3 separate regions of the Danio rerio genome follow, and regions 1 and 3 are each linked to region 2. The links are chromatin contacts, called in public HiCAR-type and Micro-C maps. All regions are on one chromosome and are shown on one strand. Each heading gives the region's core, a stretch centred on a gene start, on an enhancer-like site or on the middle of the called end of the contact. The rest is flanking DNA. Distances are from core to core; before and after follow the strand shown. Region 1 has its middle 18 kb from the start of tle3b. Region 2 overlaps LOC141375393 (a long non-coding RNA gene). Region 3 has its middle 39 kb from the start of tle3b.

The links. A called contact is a pair of places that touch in the nucleus more often than the background predicts. HiCAR-type assays count read pairs that join an accessible place to other places.
Region 1: a contact with region 2 is called in a Micro-C map of caudal fin, with 2.9 times the contacts expected there. The contact joins two enhancer-like sites. A contact is called at or near these places in 1 of 18 Hi-C or Micro-C datasets (caudal fin) and 2 of 4 datasets of contacts at active chromatin or transcription factors (caudal fin and embryo).
Region 3: a HiCAR-type map of caudal fin shows a contact between it and region 2, with 5 times the contacts expected there. The contact joins two enhancer-like sites. A contact is called at or near these places in 1 of 18 Hi-C or Micro-C datasets (caudal fin) and 1 of 4 datasets of contacts at active chromatin or transcription factors (caudal fin).

Annotation. Positions count from the first base shown.
Region 1 is chr7:33,756,287-33,759,724 of GRCz12tu, forward strand. No RefSeq gene overlaps it. Among named protein-coding and RNA genes, the nearest start is that of tle3b, 18 kb to the left of the region's middle. Within about 2 kb of position 1,740, at least 11 of the 62 cell types and tissues checked have an H3K27ac peak or open chromatin away from gene starts, as enhancers often do. A contact at or near this core is called in caudal fin, where this site is marked.
Region 2 is chr7:33,565,834-33,569,818 of GRCz12tu, forward strand. All of the region lies in intron 2 of LOC141375393 (a long non-coding RNA gene), which reads right to left. Among named protein-coding and RNA genes, the nearest start is that of paqr5b, 53 kb to the left of the region's middle. Within about 2 kb of position 1,603, at least 8 of the 62 cell types and tissues checked have an H3K27ac peak or open chromatin away from gene starts, as enhancers often do. A contact at or near this core is called in caudal fin, where this site is marked.
Region 3 is chr7:33,699,049-33,703,023 of GRCz12tu, forward strand. It overlaps a transcript of tle3b not described here. Among named protein-coding and RNA genes, the nearest start is that of tle3b, 39 kb to the right of the region's middle. Within about 2 kb of position 2,358, at least 8 of the 62 cell types and tissues checked have an H3K27ac peak or open chromatin away from gene starts, as enhancers often do. A contact at or near this core is called in caudal fin, where this site is marked.

The DNA.
Region 1 (3,438 bases), core at 490-2,989, 190 kb after region 2:
ATGTTATTGAACGTCAAATTAACGTTGCCCTTAAACTCTGGCTATAGACATTAAATTTTGGTGACCTGACATAACAACCTAAATCTAACCTATTATAAACATCTTATAACATTGTGTACCTGCTGGGTAACCAAATAAAACTAGATACAAAAAGATGAAAACATCATATGTACATTTATAGTTATTAATCAGTGTTTACACTGTAAGGTGCATTAATGCGTTTGATGTGAACTAAACAAAGTAATAATACACACAACAGGGTTTCTTTGAAGTATCTATTGTTTTATCATTTATTATCCAGCATATTGTTTACACAACGGATGCCCTTCCAGTGACAACCCAGTACTGGAAAACACCCATATGTATGCAAAGATAAAATAAATGAGTTGTTAAAAATGAACAAACTATTGTTTAGAAATGTGTTGAAAAAAATCTCTTTTAAACAGAAATTGGGGGAAAAATAAACAAGGGGGCTAATAATTCTGACTTTAACTGCATACATTGGTAACACTTTACAGTAAGGTTCATTACTTAATGCATTTACTAACATGAACTAATCATGAACAACACTTGTACATCATTTATTATCATAATTGAACATTTACTAATGCATTATTAACATCCAAACTCATGCTTGTTAACATTAGTTAATGCACCGTGAGCTAACATGAACTCCCAATGAACAACTGTATTTTCATTAACTAATGTTAACTAACATGAAAAAATACTGTGGTAAATGTATTGTTCATCACTTGTTCATGTTAGTAAATGCATTAAGTAACATTAACTAATTAACCTTATTGTAAAGTGTGACCTATACATTTGTAGCTATAAATCAATGTGTACACTGTAAAGTGCATTAATGCGTTTGATGTGAACTAAACTGAAAGTAGAAACTCACAACAGGTTTTCTTTGAAATATCTATTGTTTCATCATGTCCTCTGGGATCTGTTATTACAACCAAACATTCTCCACAGGGATCAATGAAGTTCTGACGTATCCTAATTGTACTACAGAGAATTAACATGACCTCGTCACGGATAGCAACATTTATATAAAGTTTAAAGCAAGGTTCTTGATTATTGAAAAGCAACTAAAACTCAACGTCCCTTCCTTTCTTCCAGTACTCTGGCAATACTTAAATCATGGCTGCAGCATTTCTTTTATCTAACCTATACATGAATGACCGTGATCTCTGCTTGAGTGCTTTAAGAAAGCCCTAGCCGCCGTCTTGACCTAATGAACACCGCCGGAATAAAGCAGCCGTGCTGTATCTAATGCTCAGGTCTTAAGAGGTTTGTCCCCTTCTGTGAGGTGATGGTGTATCCGGGAATACAAAACGCTGTCTCTGTACTTCTCTATCAATGCTACTGCTTTATTCAGCTCACGTAAAGCTCTGCATTTTCCTTCTTCCTTCACAGCAGAAAAGCTTTTAAGTCTGTGTACAGTTCGCCGCCGGCCCTGAAAAGTGATGAGCGTGCCATAACCTGTTGCTTTTAGTGATTACCTTCCATTTGCATTATTTATACAGTAAAATCCTTTCGGTTGCTTTTTAAAGCATTATGTTAACAAGAAGAAAGAGTCACAGTAGCCACGGTTCGCTACCACAATAAAGAATTGATCTGAGCAGGATGGACTGCTTTTAACCTTCCTTTTTAAAGGCTCCATTAATGCACTCACAGAGAAGAGTGGCACTCCCAGCATGCACTGGTGTTAATGGCGCTGTGACAGAGGCCTGGGCGGACAGTCTGGAATGTGCGTCACTGACAGCCTACAACCTACGGGGTGTGAAATCTCTCTTGCTCTCTCGCAAACACACGCACACACACACAAACACAAATAACTCAACAGCATGAGGTGAAATGACTGGTTGCCATCACAAACAGAGAGAAAAGGAAACGGTTTCAAAGGTGAATTAAGGCAAGCAGATCCTGCAAACAGTCAAAACAAGAAAAGGTAAACATTGTAGACATTGTGTGTAAACCACAGTTGATGGATTGGCATTGCACGCTTGCTTTCATTATGAAGAAGACCGATGAATGTCACATTAGGGCGTAGCTGGTGTCATCGCTCAACGGTTATTTGGTAAATTCAGCCACAAATATGAGATGACACATGAACAAAGAACAAGATCAGAGGTATTAAATGAGATTATTCACATCCACACATCACTGCTGATGTAAGTTTCAACATAGACTGACGTGTGAGGAAAGGTTTTCAACACGTTTGTCAATATAGACGTAATCTATCTGAAAGGACTTCACAATTTATTCAGTTTCTGCGTCATTCAGAATTGAATTGAGAATACTTTTTTAATCAGAATTTAATTGAGGTGGCAAAAATGATGCAGATGAGGTACTGAAAACTGAAATATGAAAAAGATAAAAACAATGAAATATCTGTAGCAAGAATAGGATGAAAGACACACAGAATGATAAACCGAATGATACACTCACTCTTAGGAAAAATGGCTCTAAACAACAAAGTAGGGGTCCACAGCTTCTAACAATATCCTTACCCTTTTTGGTGCTAAACAGTACCTTTTTTATTATGTTCCACAAATAACCATTCTTTGATAGTGCTGTAGGGCCTTAAAATTATATGTTTACTATTGCAAATTTTAGTATTAATATTAGGAATAAGCCATTTTTTATTAATATTAGAATTATTAATATTAATTTTACATTAATTAATATATGATCTACATTTCCTGATCTCATTTAAATGAAATGCTTTAGATTTTTTTTACTTTAAAGTTTAAGCTTTTATTTGTGACCCTTGACCACAAAATCTGCGTCTTATGTTATGAGTATATATTTGCAATAGTCAAAAATGCATTGTTTGGATCTGAATAAAGAATTCATCCTTTTTTGTACATTTTTAATACTTTAAATATTTGATTAATATTAGAATTGTTGATATTAATTTTATATTAATTAATGTATTATAACATTATTATAAGTATATTATTTTTCTATTATCATCATTGTCATCATCATTCATTCATTTATTTACCTTTATTTTACTCCAGGGGTGCCCAATCTTTTTCTTGTTTAGGGCCAAAAAATAGAACTTAATTTGAGGGTGGTGGGCCAAAGGTAAATACACCAATCTTTATCAAATAAAGTCGCAATGAATAGTTTCCTAATTTATTTGGGAAATGAAAAAATGAGTAGAGAACATTTCTTTAAATTATCGAATGCAGTATAATTTAAAAAAATTTATAATGAACTTATTAAAGTAGTTCTTTTGACTACAGTCAAGCTGAATCTGATTTGCTCGCAGATGTCTTCTGCATCGTCAAGTGACAGTATTTACTTTTTTAAAAAAAAAGTAATTCTCATTAGATTATAAGTAGGGTTAGGGTTAGGGTAACTTGACATGTACTTGCAAAGTTTTTTATAGTCAGTTAAATGTCTGTTGAAGGAGCTGTATCA
Region 2 (3,985 bases), core at 353-2,852:
AGGCCATCCGCACGAAGATAAAAAATGAGCCTTTTTCATTCGGCGTCTTTACTTTCTCTTTACCTTACTTTTACTTTTACCTTACCTTATCTTTACTTCTTTACTTTCATCTATAAGGAAACAATGATGTACATGATTAATTGGGTTTGTTAAGCGCAATTTTTACAATTTTGAAATTACAGTTTCAAAACTGTCTAAATTCAGTTCTAATTTCCAGCAAACGAATAAATGAACAATAATAACGACGTGTGGTCAAAACATCGAGTTATATCCAAACACACGTCCTGTTTTTATACACCATATGGTAATGCATATACATATCCAAAACCCGACAGGTGGACAAATCTAAACAAATATTAATATGCATAGAATAAATAATACTGCTAATAACAACAACAACAACAACAACAACAACAACAACAAAATTACAATAAAAATACAAATTGTCATGAATAAACTGAAAACAGCCCCATGACATAAAGGCATGGAGGTAGTTGTTTTTATATCGATGTAGCAAATAATTATTTTTGTAACATTTTATTCCTTTTTTTTATATATATATATGTAAATATATTTGTGTATTGCTGTACATATTGTGTATGTTAAGTATTTGAACCTGCATAACATGCTTTGTGTTGGACTTTAGTTACAGCACAGTCTATTTCAGTTCTTCAAAATAGCAAAGCGCCAGCAATGTGTCTTAACACACCTCCTTTTTAGACTCGCACACCCATAAGTCCACAAAGTGGCACAAATGGATTTGCTATTTAAACAACGTGATGCAAAACGTGAAAATTGGGGTTGCGCTGGTCTGAAAGTAGCAACAAATCGCACCATACACATCTAGCACCTTATTGCCCCGAGTGTATGATAGGGCCCTCAGTCTTCATTTACTAAAATAACCTTGCTGTGTATGTGTGTTGTGTTTCACACTTGACATCTTTTGAGTATGTAAGAAACTTTAAATCTACATGTCAAATAACTCTCATCAGAGTATTAGTACCTTTGGTAAGAATAAGTAATGTGTACTTGTAAAGTTACCAAGTAGAATGTAAATTGGGGACCAGCTTATTATTCAAAACAAATTGATGGCATATATTAAGCAGACAGCCTACTAATATCAAGTAGCTGACACGTAGCTGCAGAATCAAGTTTAAGTCCAAGTTTAAGTCCACAGAAAGTCTAGGGTAGCGTCAACATGTTGTTTTGTCTTAACAATGAACTTGTAAAGATGCCAGTGAGAAGACTTTGAACTGGATGACTGGCTGCTTGCATCTCCCAATTGGTTTATTCAGATAAGAAAAGCATGAAGCATCAGCAAACAACATTTAAAATAATACGCTGATATGAAGGGAAATGATAAACAGATTGGTTTTACAATCAGCTAAGATAAAGGCCACTGAATTCAGTGCCTCCAGGAGATGGCAGTACTGGCTGTCAGAGATGAGTCTCACTCACACACACATACACACACACATCAACTGGTCTCAATCATAGTGTTTATCCTGACCAGATAAAGCGGTTATAGCTTTGTTAACACTAAGAAACATCTACGGTATCCTTGCCATTGCTCCGCAGTAGCCGATAAGAGACTGATTATAGTGTTTGCGTAAATTTATGGCAGTTTCAATAAAGAACGATACAGAGCTGTACAGTTCCTCTTGTTAAGCATTAAAAGCCATAAACTGTTATCAAGTCTGTGGAAAATCATATGCAAACACTCGCAAGGTTATTCCCCATCCCTCTTTGAGGCATTTGCAAAGTACAGTGATAACCTGAGACTTTCTAGGTCATTTCCACTATGATATCTGTGCCCTGATAACAGATGTCTGATAACAGAAAACGCAAGATTTCACCAAAATGGGTTACTTCAGAGACGTAAAAGCACCACCTGCCCACTGTGACATCACTTCCTGCTCCGTTCAGCCCCCAGACAGGGCTGTTATTCCACTGTAGCGCTAATGCTCATCAAATAGTGTTTTAAATAGCCAAACTCAATAGTGGCAGTGTTTGGAAGCAGAGTAAATATTAGCTGAGCACACAGACAGAGGGGAGTTGCTATGTGTGTTACTGTGTGTTAAGTATACGCTCCTTGCAAACCTGGCAACAACAAAGATGGGTTAAAAAAAATGGAAGGAGCTCAAATATTCTGCTCGCTTCGTCTTATTTGACAAAGAACAAAGAAAGACATTCCATTTTCTCTACAACACCATTTGTGTGCATAGAATGTTGTTAGCTTTACATTCCTGCCATTATCTTTGTTGTGTCAACACGTCGCGACTCATGTTCAGGCAAACTTCAATAGAGATTTCAGACTTTTTTAAAAATCTTTGGCGTGGTGCTGTGAATGTTTCATATGCACACAAAAACATTAGGGAAAGTCAGTGCACATCTAAGGGCATGTCATTGTTTGTCTTTATATTAACCTACAAATCTAGGTAAGAAATCCTCTTTTTGCTGTAAACAACAAGAGTGACGACAGACAGTGTGTTTAACCCTTTGGTTAACGGACCCTTCAATGACAATGTTTATAAGCCACAGCCACAGCTGTTGTGAATTTGCTCAGCCTTTTAGAAAAAAACAACCAAAGCCAGAGATTTCAATAATAATGTGAAGGATGTTTGTGCTTAGCAAGCAAAGAGTAATGGCGGAGAGTTTTTACCTTGCTTTGAACTGACAACACATAAATAAACACACCAAAACAGACAAATTGTGTTTAGCATTTAGTTGACCCTGAAAGGACTTCAACAATCTTAAGCCAATGACACAATAACATCCAACACCAAATACTAAACAAACAATTAAATAACTAATATCAGGTGTTTACAGGAAAATTTGACAGCAAAGTTCCAGTTAAAACTTGACAAGTCCCTGTGATTCATTGAATCATTCATTTAAACTATTTGTCACACATGGCTGATCCATTAAAAAAAAAACAAGAAAAGTGACAGGATATTTTTCTCCAGCTGTTTGTACTTGTTTTGGAAGGTAAAATTAAATGGACGATATTGTGTCTACAATTGTAATTGCTCAATATTAGCAAGTTGGTTGAAAGATGAATAAATTGATAAAAGATTTACAATCAACGCTTCTCAGTGTCATTTTTTTAAGAAACCTATAGTGGCCGAGAGAGCTTACTGTGCTGCAATTAAAGAAAACATGTGCAATCACAAAAAAATCCATGCAAATTAAAAAAACTTCATCCATTAGATAGCACATGTGCTGCAAATTCTCACAAAGCAAACATTAAAACATTAAAAAACGTGCTGCATTTTCACACAACGAAAACAAATTACGAAAAATTGCATTTTCTCACAACACTTTTAAAAACATCAGAACACAACATTCAAGAGTTCACACTTAGCTGATGATTGATAATATATTGTATTTGTCCCGGGAGCGCCCTAAGCTCAAAATATTCTCGAGCCTGGGGCTCCCTCTCGTTTTAAGGGCAAAAAGGGAGTTTGAGCTCAGTTAGGTCGAGAACTCCCCTGCTTGTCAACGTGCTGATATATATCTGGCTAAGAGTTGTCTTAAGATGCTATTTTCAAGTAGTTAATTTACTTCGGTGTATGTCTATGGACGGTGGGAGGAACCAGGGGAAACCCACGCGAGCATGGGGAGAACATGCAAACTCCGCACAGTAATGTCGACCGGCCTGGTGAGGGGCTGAACCAGCAGCGTTATTGCTGTGAGGTAACCATTGGGCCACCGTGCTGCCCTATCAGAGAAGGGAAGATTCTCCAAGACAAGGATGACTGGAGTGTAAAACTGGTTATTTATAATGTGCACAAAATGTTTCAAGTGGACCCAAAAACGTGACGGACACTGCTGTGCCATGACTGTTGCTCAGTGAAGTTGTAGCTGATCTTTAAAAGGTGAGTTTTTGTTTGTTTATTTTAACATCCTGATAGCCAGGTCCGTCTCGTTTTAGGGTCCTCTTAAAACATTTTTTGTAAAACATTTGTTTTACAAACTTAGTCTG
Region 3 (3,975 bases), core at 1,108-3,607, 130 kb after region 2:
TAATGATGGAAACTCATGTCACATTGTACCCACTGGTACAAACATCCAGTCTACACGCTGGAATTTACACAAGGATCCAATTGCTGTGATGTAGCTTCAAATTTCTTTTCAAACTAGAAGAACGGATTTGCCACAAAAGTGGCAAGTACCACAAGTACCACAAAAAACAACCAATTTTTACATTTTTGTTTGCCCTAATAGTTTTTTTAGCAGCACGGGACATATACAGTGCATCTGGAAAGTATTCATAGCGCTTCACTTTTTACACATTTTTTTATGTCACAGCCTAATTCCAAAATTGGTTAAATTCATTTATTTCCTTAAAATTCTACACACAGTACCCCATAATGACAATTTTTTTAAATTGTTGCGAACGTATAAAAATCACATGTACATATGTATTCACAGCCTTTGCCGTGAAGCTCTAAATTGAGCTCAGGTACATTCTGTTTCCACTGATCATTCTTGAGATGTTTCAGCAGCTTCATTGGAGTTCACCTGTGGTAAATTCAGCTGATTGAACATGATTTGAAAAAGCATACACCTGTCTATATAAGTTCCCAGGGTTGACAGTGCATGTCAAAGCACAAACCAAGCATGAAGACAAAGGAACTGTCTGTGGACCTCCGAGACAGAATGGTCTCGAGGATCAAGGCTGGGGAAGGTTACAGAAAAAATTTCTGCTGCTGTGAAAGTACAATGAGCACAGTGACCTCCATCATCCGTAAGTAGATGTTTGGAACCACCAGGACTCTTCCTAGAGCTGGCAGGCCATCTTAGCTGAGTGATCGGGGGAGAAGGGCCTTAGTCAGGGAGGTAATCAAAACGATGGTCACTCTAAGTTCCAGCGTTCTCCTGTGAAGAGAGGAGAACCTTACAGAAGGACAACCAGCTGTGCAGCAACTCACCAATGAATGTCCTTGAATGGTATGGTGGCCAGATGGAAGCCACTCCCTGTCTGGAATTTGCCAAAAGACATCGAAAGGACTCTGACCATGAAAAACAAAATTCTCTGGTATGATGAGACTAAAATTTAACTCTTTGGAGTGAATGCCAGACGTTACGTTTGGAGAAAACCAGGCACCGCTCATCACCAGGCTAATACCATCCCTAAAGTAATGCATGGTAGTGGCAGCATCATGCTGTGGGGTTGTTTTTCAGCAGCAGGCACTGAAAGACTAGTCAGGATAGAGGAAAAGATGAATGCAGCAATGTACAGAGACATCCTGAATGATCCTGCTTTTGAGTGCATTTGACCTCAGACTGAGGCAAAGGTTCATCTTTCAGCAGGACAATAACCCAAAGCACAACGCCAAAATATCAATGAAGTGGCTTCACAACAACTCTGTGAATGTCCTAGAATGGCCCAGCCAAAGCCCAGACCTAAATTCTATTGAATATCTCTGGAGAGATCTGAAAATGGCTGTACAAAGTTGCTTTCCATATAACCTGATAGAAATAGGCAAAAAATCCCAAAGACAGGTGTGCCAAGCTTGCGGCATCATATTCAAAAAGACTGTAATTGATGCCAAAGGTGCATCAACAAAGTATTAAGCAAAGGCTGTAAAATACGTAAGTGCATTTGACTTTTCAGGTTTTTTATATTTTATAAATTTGCCACACTTTCAAAAACTCTTTACATTGTCATTATGGAATATTGTGTATAGAATTGAGAAAATAAATTAATTTAATCCATTTTGGAATAAGGCTGTAATGAAAAAAAGTGGAAAAAGTGAAGCGCTATGAATACTTTCCGCATGCACTCAACATGACAGTTAACATCTCAAAAAATGTGTTTTGATGTTTCGTGACCCTTAAAAAAAGATTTATAGCCGAAACTGTTGTCCTCTGGTATCCCTATAATGATAGTCAGAGGATGCCTGCCATCAGCTAGAGATAAAAACACAATCATATTTCTACCAGCGGCTCCTGATGATGTACTAAGGTCTTATGAAGCAAAGTGATCACTCAAACTGAACATTGTTTACTTTTTTACTGTTACGCTGAAGAAAAAAAGGTCTTTGATTGCCTAAGGAAAAGCAAACTAACTGGAAGGTTTTGGGCACACTATCCCTTTAATGGGCAGAGAGAGCACGAGAAAGTTCAACTGCCCAGGCCGGAGAAGTTTGACTATTTCTAGAGAGCGCAGTAACAGGTGAGAGACAGACAGATGCCGAAATCACATGCTTAATGAAACCAGTTTAAACCACCAGAATAAATCAACTGACAAACACTTCCTGGACGATAATCCACTTGAGGTGAGGAAATCAAAAAGGGTGTGTGTTGTGTGTCACCAGCTGTGGTTGGGGGACCGCAGGGCATATTTGAGTCAACTGGGTCTGCGGTTACAACAGATAGCTGAGGCAGCACAAACTATGTCTCTTTTATACACACTACTACATGTCTCAACTCTTCCATCAGCCTTTCAGCAGCTTGACACCATGTGGGAACATCGAGATGACATATCCAGCGCTCCTGGCCTCAGTAATTCATCTCCATACTTAAGACTTGTGACACATGCGCACACACACGTTGGGTTTCCATGTTTAGGGGAGCTTCTTATAAATGTAATGATTTTTGTACTGTATAAACTGCATATTCTGTCCTCTAATCCACAACATTCTCCAATTTAAAGGATTTATGATTCAATGGGTAGGATTTATGAGTGGTTTTAGGGGTTGGGTGTAAAAAGCAAATTCCCTATCAAGTCAAAAATGGACTCTTGGTCCCCACAATGTATTCAAAACCAGTATCACACACTCAAAACAACATGATTCCTATTAAACCAGTATTCGTGACACATTTTACAAAAAAAGTTTATTGAATTATTAACAACTGTACATGATCAGTGCTGACACAGTTTTGCTACATACTTTGGTGTGAAGTTGAGAGGTTGTGAAAGGCAGGCGGGTCATGTTTTGTTTTCCTTGTGTGTGTCATATTAAAGACCGAGTTCACCATGACCGGTTCTGCAGACACCAGTTCCAACAGTTACACAAAAAGGGGTAGGCCAGGTTTAGGTTTAAAAGTGACGATCTCCTCCCTCTCTCGTGTGCCCACACTTTCACACAGAGCTTCCACCAAAGTCAAGTGCAGGCAATGAATAGATTCATTAGAAAACTTGCTCAACTTGTACAGAAGCGAATCCCGATGACTCGGATCACTCAGAGAAGCTGGTTCACCTCAATCTGAGGCCAAAAACAGGCTCTTTAGGGGTGGCGATCTCTACAGCAGAAGTAAGCTGTCAATCACTGGGGTGAGTCATCTCCCATTTCAACAGCAGCCAACTATAGTGGAGCCGCTTATGGGATCGGTTGGCAAGATACTCATCGCAGTGTGTGATCCACGCCGAGTCAGCATGTTACAATCACACTTCATTATCTGAATTCCTCTTTCCGACGAGATGCCACACAAAGCAAAGGGCACAGACAAGTAGTACAGTTAGTCACTCTCCCAGTTTAATACCGCTTTCGATTTACATACGACCCTTCATTCATGGGCTGCTTCGTATTTAGACTTCCGCAGGATTCCAGTTTGATCCGGTTTTTCATGAACAGCACATGGGCTCCAAAAACAAAATAAGAATTACAAAAAAATAATTCAGGAAGAAACAGGAAGGTTTTTCCCCCCTCCACTTGAGCCTTTTAGGAAATGGCCAGCCCAGAGAGTGTGCTAACAAATTCAAAAGAAAATGTGTCCTACTCTACATTCATCAAGCATTAAGGACATGAGGACAAAGAAACCCATCACAAGTATATCAGGACATGGAAATATATATAATTATATATATTTATAAAATGTCTTTATTACTCCATATATACACTTTTTAACAAATTGTCCAGGGAGCAGGAGGCTAAAACTGAAGCACTGCTTCATATTACATCACAGATCATTCACTGTTGGTTAAAAGGAAGGCGGTTGGGGGGGGAATACTATGGAAGGAATAGGCACACACAATCCCATGAGCAGACCGAA